Regions from separate parts of the Macaca mulatta genome. Here regions 1 and 3 are each linked to region 2. The links are chromatin contacts, called in public Hi-C maps. All regions are on one chromosome and are shown on one strand. Each heading gives the region's core, a stretch centred on a gene start, on an enhancer-like site or on the middle of the called end of the contact. The rest is flanking DNA. Distances are from core to core; before and after follow the strand shown.

The links. A called contact is a pair of places that touch in the nucleus more often than the background predicts.
Region 1: a contact with region 2 is called in a Hi-C map of cortical neurons, with 4 times the contacts expected there. The contact joins the promoter of DST here to the promoter of ZNF451 in region 2. A contact is called at or near these places in 2 of 14 Hi-C or Micro-C datasets (cortical neurons and fetal cortex germinal zone).
Region 3: a contact with region 2 is called in a Hi-C map of liver, with 5 times the contacts expected there. The contact joins the promoter of PRIM2 here to the promoter of ZNF451 in region 2. A contact is called at or near these places in 2 of 14 Hi-C or Micro-C datasets (fetal cortex germinal zone and liver).

What each region holds. Positions count from the first base shown.
Region 1 is chr4:125,342,439-125,345,962 of T2T-MMU8v2.0, forward strand. It overlaps DST (dystonin), which reads left to right and starts at 2,121. Exons shown (of 103, transcript XM_077999802.1): 1 at 2,121-2,551; 2 at 3,137-3,171. The coding sequence starts at 2,371. BEND6 (BEN domain containing 6) reads right to left here and starts at 1,776. Exons shown (of 7, transcript NM_001257859.2): 1 at 1,498-1,776. It also overlaps a transcript of BAG2 not described here.
Region 2 is chr4:125,202,845-125,206,342 of T2T-MMU8v2.0, forward strand. It overlaps ZNF451 (zinc finger protein 451), which reads right to left and starts at 1,881. Exons shown (of 15, transcript NM_001257777.1): 1 at 1,809-1,881; 2 at 1,154-1,237. The coding sequence starts at 1,829. It also overlaps a transcript of BAG2 not described here.
Region 3 is chr4:124,990,155-124,994,048 of T2T-MMU8v2.0, forward strand. PRIM2 (DNA primase subunit 2) reads right to left here and starts at 2,211. Exons shown (of 14, transcript NM_001266600.1): 1 at 2,165-2,211; 2 at 1,254-1,416. The coding sequence starts at 1,407.

The DNA of each region.
Region 1 (3,524 bases), core at 871-3,370, 140 kb after region 2:
CCCCAATGTCTGCACACGATTAGTTCAGTTTTGTTGTTTAAAATTACTCCACCATGCCATTGTTGAGTCAATGCGGTGGAGAATTCTTCCTTTCCTGATGTGCCACACATTGCAAGCTCTCAGGATTTTCTTCAACAACCTCTGCATAATTGTTGAATATAGTTTCCCACTGCAGTGGGCTGCGGTATCAGGAAACCTTTAGCCATATGTACATGATGTAGTGCTACCTGTCACCCCCTCTGAGTGCTAGAGACCCATGAAGCCTATCCTGGAATGCAGTGCAGCCTACATGCTGCCATTCAAAATTCCCACCTTACCCAGTGTCTCCAAGCAAGGTCCCTTCTGAGTTCAATCCAAAACAACTGAATGAATGAGATGCAACATGTCAACAATTCGAATGTTTATTTTGTTTTAGGAAACCAGCTGTAAACAAAACGTATCTGTTGTTTTCCATGTTTATGAATCTGGCACTAAGAGACTGCATTAAGCAATGCCTTTTTAGGTTTAATACTTACACACGGTAATGTGTTACTGGCCTTAAGGACATCAATGATTAAGCTTTTACGCAGAGCTGTACGGTTTTGTATAGTTGGAAAACAACATGATTTTGAGATCACTACAAGCAAATAAAACTTTTATTCCTCCCAATTATTTACCTGCTTTTCAAAATTTTATAAATTTTTATGATACAATTTCTTCAGTCTATTAGGTATTCCAAAAAAGAGGCTAATATAGTCGTTATAAGAAACTCCACAAATGCAGTCAAGTGTTACCTTTTCACTATAATTAAAGTTTTCTTATGCGAGTAAATGAAACAAACAATCCAGCCCCACACAGGGAAAGCCAGCATTGCCTTGGGGGCAGCAGAACGCGGCACAGCACCGCCCGCCAAGGCCGCAAGATGCCGCAGACTGACTGCTGCAGCAGTCGCTTCCTGGCCAGCTGGCCGTGGCCGTCCGCAGAAAGGCACACTGCAGCGCTCTTGCCATACCTTCCGCGCTGGCATTGCATCAGTGTTAAATCCCCTGGCCACCAACTGCCATATACTTTTTGCTGGTTATGAAGAAACGTGGGGAGGGGACAAAAGGGAGACAGTGTGCCTGCAAGTGTGAGAGATCACTATTGCCTCACACTCCCTAAAAAATTTCTCCCCCAAATATTTATAAGCCAAGTCCCAACTTACTTCATCTGTCAGGTCCCTAAATCTGAAATCCCCTCGCCCTTCAAATGCACTAAATGAGTCAGGGTTTTTAGGGCAAACCCAGGGATACAAGAAGATCGAAAGTGCCTAATTCTTAGCTGCCAAATAAGTACCAAGTTTGGGGTGGAAGAGTTCACCTCTGCAGACCAGAGCGTACTACCCCCGGAGCGCTCCTAGTTTAGAGAGGCTTGGAGAGGAGAGGGCCTCCCGTTCCTGGAGTATCCCAATTCCCAGGGAAGGCCCTTCCCAGCGCTCGCGCTTCAGCGTGCGAGGAACCCCCACAAGCAATAGCTCACCCGACTGCATCCTTCAAAGCCCCAACCTCGGGGCGGGGCGCAGGGAGGTGGGAGGTGAGGGGTAGCACCGCCGGGAGGCTCCTGTCAGCGCCTCACGGTTTTCCCCCTGGCTCCTTGGCGCCCCCTGACGATGGGCTCCGCAGCAATTTGGCCAAGGGAGGCTGGATAGGCGGAAGCGCCGGGTGTCCGGGACGCTAGAGGCTCCCGGTCAATGCACCTGAGGACGGCGCGGACTGGCGGGCGGCCCCGCGGGAGGGCGCTGGGCTCTCAGGCCCGGGCGCAGCCCGCGGCCGCCGCCGAAACCGCCGCAGCCATGTCCGCGCGCCCGCGCTGCCGCAGCCCGGCTGTGATGTCATCAGCCGAGCCCCCGCCGCGGCGCCCCATTCCCGCCCCCAGCAGGCTGCCGCGGCTGCAGCCCGGGCGCCGCGTCCCCGCCCCGACCCACGTGCGCCCGGCTTCTGGGATGCTGAGGTCGGCTGCGGCCGCAGGACGATGCGCGGAGCCCGGGCGGTCGCGGCGGCGGCGCTGCTCCTCCCCACTCGCCGCGTCCCCGGCGGGGCTGCGCCCGGGGGCTGCGCACGGACGGGGGCGGGGGCGCCTGGGGAGGGAGGGGAGAGGATCCCAGTCGCCGAGTCGCAGCCTAGTCGCTGTCTGCTGAGTCATGGCAAGCGCTCCCCGCAGCCCTGGATCACTCGCGTAGCGCGGCTGGCGCGGGGTGCGCAGCCATTGGGCTGGGCGCGGGGCCGCGAGCGCCGGGCATGACGCGCTGAGCCGCGCTCACCCGTGCCCGCCGTCCCGGCGTGCGCCCCGCGCGGGTGCCTGTGCCGCCGCCCTCCAGCCCCGCCGTCGAGTCGCCCCCGCGTCGCCCGCACCATGATCGCCGCGGCTTTCCTCGTCTTGCTGAGACCCTACAGCATCCAATGTGCCCTCTTCCTCTTGTTGCTTCTGCTGGGCACCATCGCCACCATCGTCTTCTTCTGCTGCTGGCACCGCAAGCTCCAGAAAGGGAGGCATCCGATGAAATCGGTCTTCTCGGGTCGTTCGAGAAGCCGAGGTAAGACACGCCGCGACGGGTTTCTGCGGCTACCAGGAACATTTAAGCCGATTTGGAGAGTGAAGCGCGGCTCCCTCAGTTCTCCTCGGCTGCCCCTAGCCCCATCATTGCCCACTCCCCAGGCTGAGTACGTTTCTTTATTTAACGCCCCTTGCCCTTTTTGCCCTCACCTCCGCCCTCCAGTCTCCCAGGTTTGAATAACCACGGCGATGCAGAGGGCAGGGAGGGGAGAAACGAACTCAAATTTTCAGTCAGTTTGCTAAAGCGTTAAGGGTAATTTGAGCGTAGTCCGGGGCTGCGGCAGCCTTGCCTTCACCCGTCCTTCGCTGGAGCGTAGGGGTAAGAAAGTAAGGCATGGAAAGTTCGGGACTCCCCAACTCCCCCAGAACTTTCATGCAAACTTCTCGCGGAGAAATCACCTAGAGACCGATGGCCCCAGGACTCCTCCTCCCTCCCCCAGGATGTCCCACCGAATTCCAGTCGTCTGAGATATGCTTTCCCGACCCTGGTCTCTCAGGTAAGTCATGAATCACTTACGTGAAGAACAAGGAGTTAAATGAAGTCTCATTTCTCTTTTCTCCCCAGATGCTGTTTTGAGATCGCACCACTTTCGTTCTGAGGTAATTTATTTAGCGCCCACGCTCAAGGTCAGAAGAAGTTCTCTTTCCTGAGTACCAATATTAATTATATGCGTGTTAAGAAACCAGTAGGACACTGAATGACGAGCATGCTGTCCCCTAGCCGAAAGTGGCATGTTTCTTTTTAAGCGATTCCATATTAGTGCCCAGCGAACGGTTTTAGCAAATTTGTGTAGTGGAGCCGTTGTACAAGAGGGGAAAAGGCAAACCCTAAAAGTGCTGCAGACCTTAAAAAACTTAGCCACAGGGTGGATGTCACTTGAGTTTACAGTTTGTATTTTGCTGGTGGAAGTGTTTTCTGGGTGCTCTCAGTTGATTCTGGTTGTTCACTGGGA
Region 2 (3,498 bases), core at 631-3,130:
TGAAGGAAAGGGCAGAACACAATTCAACCCCATCCTCTACTCCAAATCCGTAGAAATTCAAAATGAAAAGGAGAGAGCACAATATACACTGGTAAAGGGAAAGAAATTCAATAAAACAATCTTGTGAAGGACTCCTAAACAAATCTATTAAAATACCATACAAAAATGAATTACCAAAACGGCCCTAATGCTGGGGAACAAACTGTTTAATAACCAGTTTTACAGGGTTTCCCAGCATCCACCACAAATGCACATCAGACACTCAACAAAATATTCTACAGCTTGAATACCAAACTGCAACTAACTACGGCATTCCAAAAGAGGAGTTTGGGACAGAACTATTTTCTGCCTAGTAGCTGAGATACCACTTTACACAAAGCCTTTCTAAAACTCCAATAACTATGGATGAAAATCATCCCAAAATACATCATAAAACACCCCCTTCTGCTTTGGAAACCAATGCTGTACAAAGTGTGCTCAGAAATCCACATGTCCCTGCACTTGTCTGAAAATGAGAATTCCTAGGCCCCACCTTGAAATTCTGATTCGGTAGGTCTGCAGCGGGGCCCAGGAATCTGCCTGTCTATACTTACTAAGGCTTGAAAACTACTGTCCCAAAGGGAAGAAACTCAGAAAAATAGAGCATGTTCCCAGTGATGCAGGATTCTTCATTATGAGCATCAACCGTACTATGCTGTAACATGATGATCTCAGAGGTTAGCGAAATCTTCAAGCTATTTGCCTTCATGTTAGAAGCACCATAACGCTAAGATTCTGGGCTCTCGCAACCCTTCCTGTTTTCTACGACCTTGCTCATCATTAGCTGCTCCTTCCTCTGTGTCGCCTTTAGAAGTTACTCTTGCTCCATTTCAAAACAGCGTCTTAGAGATCAGCGTTTTATCTTAAGTCTAAATGAAAGGTAGGGGGTGAGATTAAGTGTACAGCACGTTCTTTAGGCCATGCTCTTTGTGATGGCTACGGGGGTGGCTCAGACAGCTCTTTTGGTAAAGATCCCAATCCTGTGCCATGCTCCACAGTGTCTAGCATGTATTAGACACTCATAAACATTAAATGACCAGGTGAGGTAAAATTACATAAGGGCCCACCATAGTCTTTTACTCTGGGAAAAACCCAATCATCAGTTGCTACTTACACTGACAAACTGAATGTCGTCTTCATTTTCATCCGTTGTTGACTCAGATGCCTCAGGGCCAGCTGGAGGGACAGATTCTATTATCTATAAAAACAAGCCAAAACATGCTTATCTGTTCAGCCACATTCTTGTAGGAAGAGAGCGTTTCCGAAAGGAACAATTAAAAACAAAGAGCTCTTGAGGAAAACGAACTGAGCACAATTTCACGCAAACCCGACCAGGAACAGAACTCGAGCAGTCGGCTCTTGCCACAACATGTGCGGAGCTGCAGGGACTCAACGCTGAAAACGCAGTACCAGCCTCTCAGAATTCCCCTTATCTACTCCAGAAGGAGGACTCTGGAATTCCCCTTATCTACTCCAGAAGAAGGAACGCAAGCTCAACACCGAAGGGCAATCCTGCCTTAAAACGTCGCTCCCACTGGCCCAGCGGGGGCCACAACGAACGCCGGGCCCCGTGCGGGGGGACGGGCGGCCATTGTTGCTGCGGGTTCCTCGCTCAGACACGCACCAGGCCTCAGAGCTGGGCTCTGCCCAAGACACTGAAGAGGTCTCGCCCAGAGGCTGCGATGGAGCACCAGGCCTCAGACCGCAGAAAACACAAACCCTTCGCGGTTCGCCTCTGAGAACGCCAGGGCCCTCACTCGACTACTCACCTCCGACCCCGGGTCTCCCATGTCTCCGACGGCCGTGCTGACAGCACCACTGCTCCTGCTGTCCCTGCCGCCGCCGCCGCAGCCGCCACGACTCCCCTTCCCGCCCTGCACCGCCTCGCGCTACCGGGACCCGCCCCTGCGTGAGCGCCGACGCCACCGGCGGAAAGAGACGCAAAACCGCTTCAAAAGAGGAGCGGCCCTTACTGGCCCGCTATCCCCTCGGAACCGCTTTCTCTCATTCTCGGGCTTCCTTCCCCGCGCCGCACAGGATGCTGGGTATTGTAGTTCGGGTCGACCCTGAGACAGCTCCTCGCCGGGGTGGAAAGGAGAGGAAAAGAACCCCGAGGTTAGGGGCGTGCGTTGCGCCTAGGAGACGCCAGCTGCAATGGGGCGAAGCCAGGGGTCAGTTGGGTCCTGTGAGATAGCGAAGCGCTGGGAAGATGTGGGAGGATGTGAGGGAGGGTTTGAGTTGGTATTTGTTTGGTTTTGGTATGGTTGTGAAGCGCAGCTCATTGATTTTTCTGTTTTAGTCCTGAAGGTGGGTGGTGGGAACGGATTTCTCTTTTATTCATTTTTAAATTTATGTATTTACTCATTTTTGAGCAGAGGGTCTATGTGGAGGTTTAGCTGAATTCTAAGGTCAGGAAAGAATCTGAAGTGTCCTTACATTACACACCTCTTCCCTAGCGTCAGTCTCCCAGGCCCTGCCAGTATTAATACAGCTGAGGAAGAAAATAGGGATGGGAAGTCCAGGGCCCAATAGGAAAGGGAACCGAGGTCTACCTAGCTGTCACTAAACCCTAGCCAGTGATTTTGAAATGCACTTTTTCAATATTCTCAGATATACTCAGAGAATGTGAGAGATCTATTTTATCGACTGCTGTAAGGTTGACCATTTAACCTTTTGTGTGTTCACACTCATAAACAACTCTATAAAATAGATCTTTTTATATTCAACTATGCATTTAATCTTTTCTCAGGTAATACTTTACCAAAAATTTTAAAAGGCTTTTTTAAAAAACACACCAATCTTTGTCAATAAAGTTTATGAAAAGAATTAAGTGATAACATTATTTTAGGCCAGGCGGGTCCTCACATTCTGGGAGGCCGAGGCGGGCGGTTTACTTAAACCCAAGAGTTCGAGACCAGTCTGAGCAACATGGGGGAACCTCGTCTCTACAAAAAATACAAAAATTAGCTAGGCGTAGTGGTCCTCGAGCTACTCATTAGGTTTAGGTAGGAGGATCGCTTGAGGCTGGGAGATTGAGATCCAGGCTGCAGGGAGCCGAATTCATGTCACTGTACTGCAGCCTGGGTGACAGAGCGAGACACAGTCTCAAAAAAAAAAAAAAAAAAAAAAAAAAAAAAAAAAATTATTTAGCATCTTAGATTCCTGTTTTTGTTTGTATGCAAAACTACCATCTGATTGCCTAAGCCTGTAGTAATTATTGTTTACTATTTGACATTTCCTGCATTTCCACCAAGTGCTTTATGACTTTAGTTACTTTCTACCTAGTAAGCTTGAGACTCGTGGAGGCCAATTGAGAATGACAGACCTGGATGGGGAGTTCTTCAAAAGCTGTATGTAAATTAAATATTTTTAAAACGTTAATGTGTAGGCAAAACTTTTATTTAAAAGATCTTCCTAGTGGGCTGGTGAGAGTTTCCTCTAATATTTAATCGGTTGAGG
Region 3 (3,894 bases), core at 961-3,460, 210 kb before region 2:
CATAAACCCCATGTCCCACAGGTATGCATATCCAAATTAATTATCCTCCCCTCATTCCTACTTTTCTTCCTGCCATGCCCATCTCCATCAGCAGAGTTTCTATGCATGAGATCATCCAAGCAGGAACTTCAGCCACTCCACATCTGCTCCCTCACTCCTCATATCCAGTCACCAAATCCTATCCATGTTACCTCCCTCAGTATCCCTTAACTCTCTCCCTTCCTATCATTGCCATTGTCACTATCATAGTTCAGGCTCGTATCATTTCACCTCAAGTGCCAAACCCAAGGGACACTTTTCAATCACCGTCTTAATCCCTATGAAGTATCTGACACTGCTAAGCTTTCTAAAACCCTTTTCTCCCTTGTCTTCATTCTTTCATTCAACACACAGGCACTGAGTGCCTCCTCTCTGTATTAGCAGTGCTTACCCTGCTCCTCTAAGAATGATTACCAGTGTCTCACCTTTCATTCTGATTTCCCCACAAGGATATCCTGGAACATAAACTCTGAAAACAACACTAGTGTTTCTGTTTCAATTCATGTCTAGCCCATTCTTTTCTCTAGCAACACACTGAGGATTAAGTAGGCCCCCAGGACAATGGCCACATCCTTCTTACACCCCGATATCATATCATTAGCATGGCACAAAATGCCCTCCATACTTCTCCATCCACCCTGAATTCCTGAACTTGTTACTGTTACCTCAAATATGAAATTCTCTTTCATGCTCCAAGCCTTTGTATAGGCCATTATGTCAGCTTGGAAAAACTCTTCACTTCTTCTCTGCTGGAAAATTTCTACCCATTCTTCAAGGTCCAGATCACATTTCAACTTCTCTAAGAAGCTTATTTAATCAGACTAAGTCAGTCACTCCCACTTCTTTGTTTCAACAGCACCACCATTTACTTCTAGAGCAGTTAAAATACTGAATTATGACTATTATTTTGGATGTCTGTCTCCATGTACTAGAATACAACTTCAACAAAAAATAACATTATTCATATCAAAATCCCTGCCACCTAGAACATAATGGCACTCAATAATATGCACTGTACAATAAATAAATGAATGAGTACCAAACCCTCAACAAATATTTCTTGAATGGATTGCTGAATGAAGGAAATGAATTATCTCAATAAATATTTGTTGAATGGATTGCTGAATGAAGGAAATAAATTACCTTCATTCATTCTCACAAAGGGTAAGTAAGTTTCTCAAGAATATATACATTCTAATTTAAATAGTACTTACATTTAACTCTATCAATAGCCAAGTTTTCAAATTCTATTAAAGATATGTTTTCAGACGGTGGCTGCAAGTAAAACTGAAGGCAATGAGGGTAGGAAGCATTCCTCTGGTCACCTGCCAATCTCGGCATCCTCCACTTTTTTTTGGAAAACTCCATCTTGGTCACCTTAGAAGGAAGCATATAAAAAGCATAAAATTATGGAAAATAAAGTTGGAAAAAGAAAACACGAAAAAATAATTACACAAACAGAAAAAAAAAAATGGACTTGAAGGCATGCACAAAATGTTAGCAGTGGCAATTCCTGGGTGATGTCCTTCTCTCTTTTCCAGATTTTCTACAATACACCTATAATAATTTTGTAATGGGGGTGGGAGAGGCGCTAGAGCAGACGCAGGTGGTGATCCTAATTTTCAGCAACATGAAAGTCAGGTGATGTTGCCTGCTCATTACAGGCCTGTGTGTCACTGCTCCTGGATCTTTACGATCCCAAGAGTTAATATAAGGTTTTACGTGGTCTGCAATCCTGAACTTAGAGGAGAGTGCTGTAGGTTCTGGCTAAATGAGGGTCTCACTTGATGGACTGGGTCCAGTTACTCACTTTCTCTGTTATGACTCTGGGAAACAGAACAACTGTCTTTCGGAACTCCTTTTCGGGAACATCCACAAGTGCCTTATAAAAGTTCCATCCCCAACACCTCTGCCCACTCCACTAGCAAACCTATCTGCCCCCAACTCCTCCCTGGTACCTGAGTGTCTGCCCCAACCAATCAACCAATACCCACTACTCTCAACCCGCCAAGTTTGTCCTTCTGCTCCTGCTGCCTGCAAAGTGATCCGTCTCTCCTTTCTGTCGACTTGCAAGCCTCAACAACAGAATTGCTCTCTGTCCTAAATTCGCGGGAGTTTCCCTTACCTGCAAGAATTCAAACTCGGGGAAACACAAACGCTGACAGCTACCGCTCCCGGGTGGCGGGAGAGTTCATATGAAACCGGAAGCGGAAGCGATTAGCACGGAAGGCCCGCCCTCCCCCACCTCCCCTCGGCCGCTTGGAGGGGGTTGTGCCTGGGGCTCTGGGCATGCTCAGTGAAGCGCGTCTGGGAGCTCAAGGCGTTTCACGGACTTTGGCAGCTTTAAAATGTTTGGATGTCAATGTTTTGGGGATTTCTTTTTTCCAAATTTTAAGATGCATTTCCCGTACGTGGAGTAGGTAGCTTTTAACGGTTGAAACTGGGGTGCTGAATGCTAGTGGAGAAAACTCCCATACGCCGAAAATTGAACCAATGTAAGTTCGTTTGGGGACACTAACAAATATTCCGTATATTGAGGAGAATATGGCGCTTTAACCCGCAGAGCTGGCACTCATCACTTTCAATCTGGGGAGGAATGAGGAAAAAAAGCATTAGGATCCTTTTTGCACCTAGCTCACTATTAAGGGCTCTTTTTTCCCCTCGTTTAATCTTTCAGCGACGTTTAAGGTCCTATACGGTCGTATTACCCCCATTTGGCAGATGAGGAAACAAGTTACAAGATCATCATTAGCTACATACAATACATAGTTTGAATTTCGGATTGGGCGGCAAGATCCTACTGGCAGGTTCCACGTTCAGTTCCCTCCCCGCTCCCCGGCAATGCCTCGCACAGAGTAAGCGCGCGGCTGAATTATCTGTGGAATGAACTAGAATGAATGAAAGAATGAACATTCGCAGAAATCGCTCTGCAGTCTACAGGAATTAGAAGAACCCAGCCTCGGAGGGAAGATAGGGTGGAAGAAGTGGAAGCACTGTAGATAACGCGGACGTGCCGCTTGCTTTCCAGATGTCTTACTGCAGACTCACAAGCGGTGCCACCGTCAGAGCCACCACACCAGTTCTGTCTGTAAGATTTTCGAGAACTAGAAATTAACTTCACTCGTGGCCTCTAGGAGGCGTGCCTTGCTTACAAATGTGCTGGAATGAGGCTCCGGTATAGGTAGTCGTTAGGCGATCAACTGAATGTTTTGAAATGTTCATGTTCTTAGAAATGCAAAGTACATTGAAACAGTCTCAAGCTTCAGAGCATCTACCCAGCCTGGACTAAACTGTGGCTGGCACTGACTTTATACCAGGACCTGTTCTAAGTGGTTTACATATCAACTCATTTTATTCTCACAACCATTTAAGATAGGCTATTCCCCCCCGCCCCCCCGCCCCGACACACCACCACTACCCGAGACAGAGTCTTGTTCTGTGGCCCACCCTGGAGTGCAGTGGAGCGATCTCGGCTCACTACAACCTCTGCCTCCCGGGTTCAAGCAATTCTCCTGCCTCAGCCTCCCGAGTAGCTGGGATCTGTAATCCCAGCTAATTTTTGTATTTTTAGTAAAGACGGGGTTTCACCATGTTGGCAAGCTGGTCTCGAACTCCTGACCTCGTGATTCGCCCGCCTCGGTCTCCCAAAAGTTATTATATTAAACCTATTTTCTAGATACGGAAACTGAAGAACAGAGAAGTTAAATGAAGTCAAAAGGACACATAATGTCAGAGCCATGTTCAAACCCAGAGAAACTCTCCAGGCCCCACTGTGCTAACGATCTCACTATACTAATTCCAGTAGTATGACAGCAGAGCTTCACCTCATTTCTTCCTCTCTGTATCAAATACATA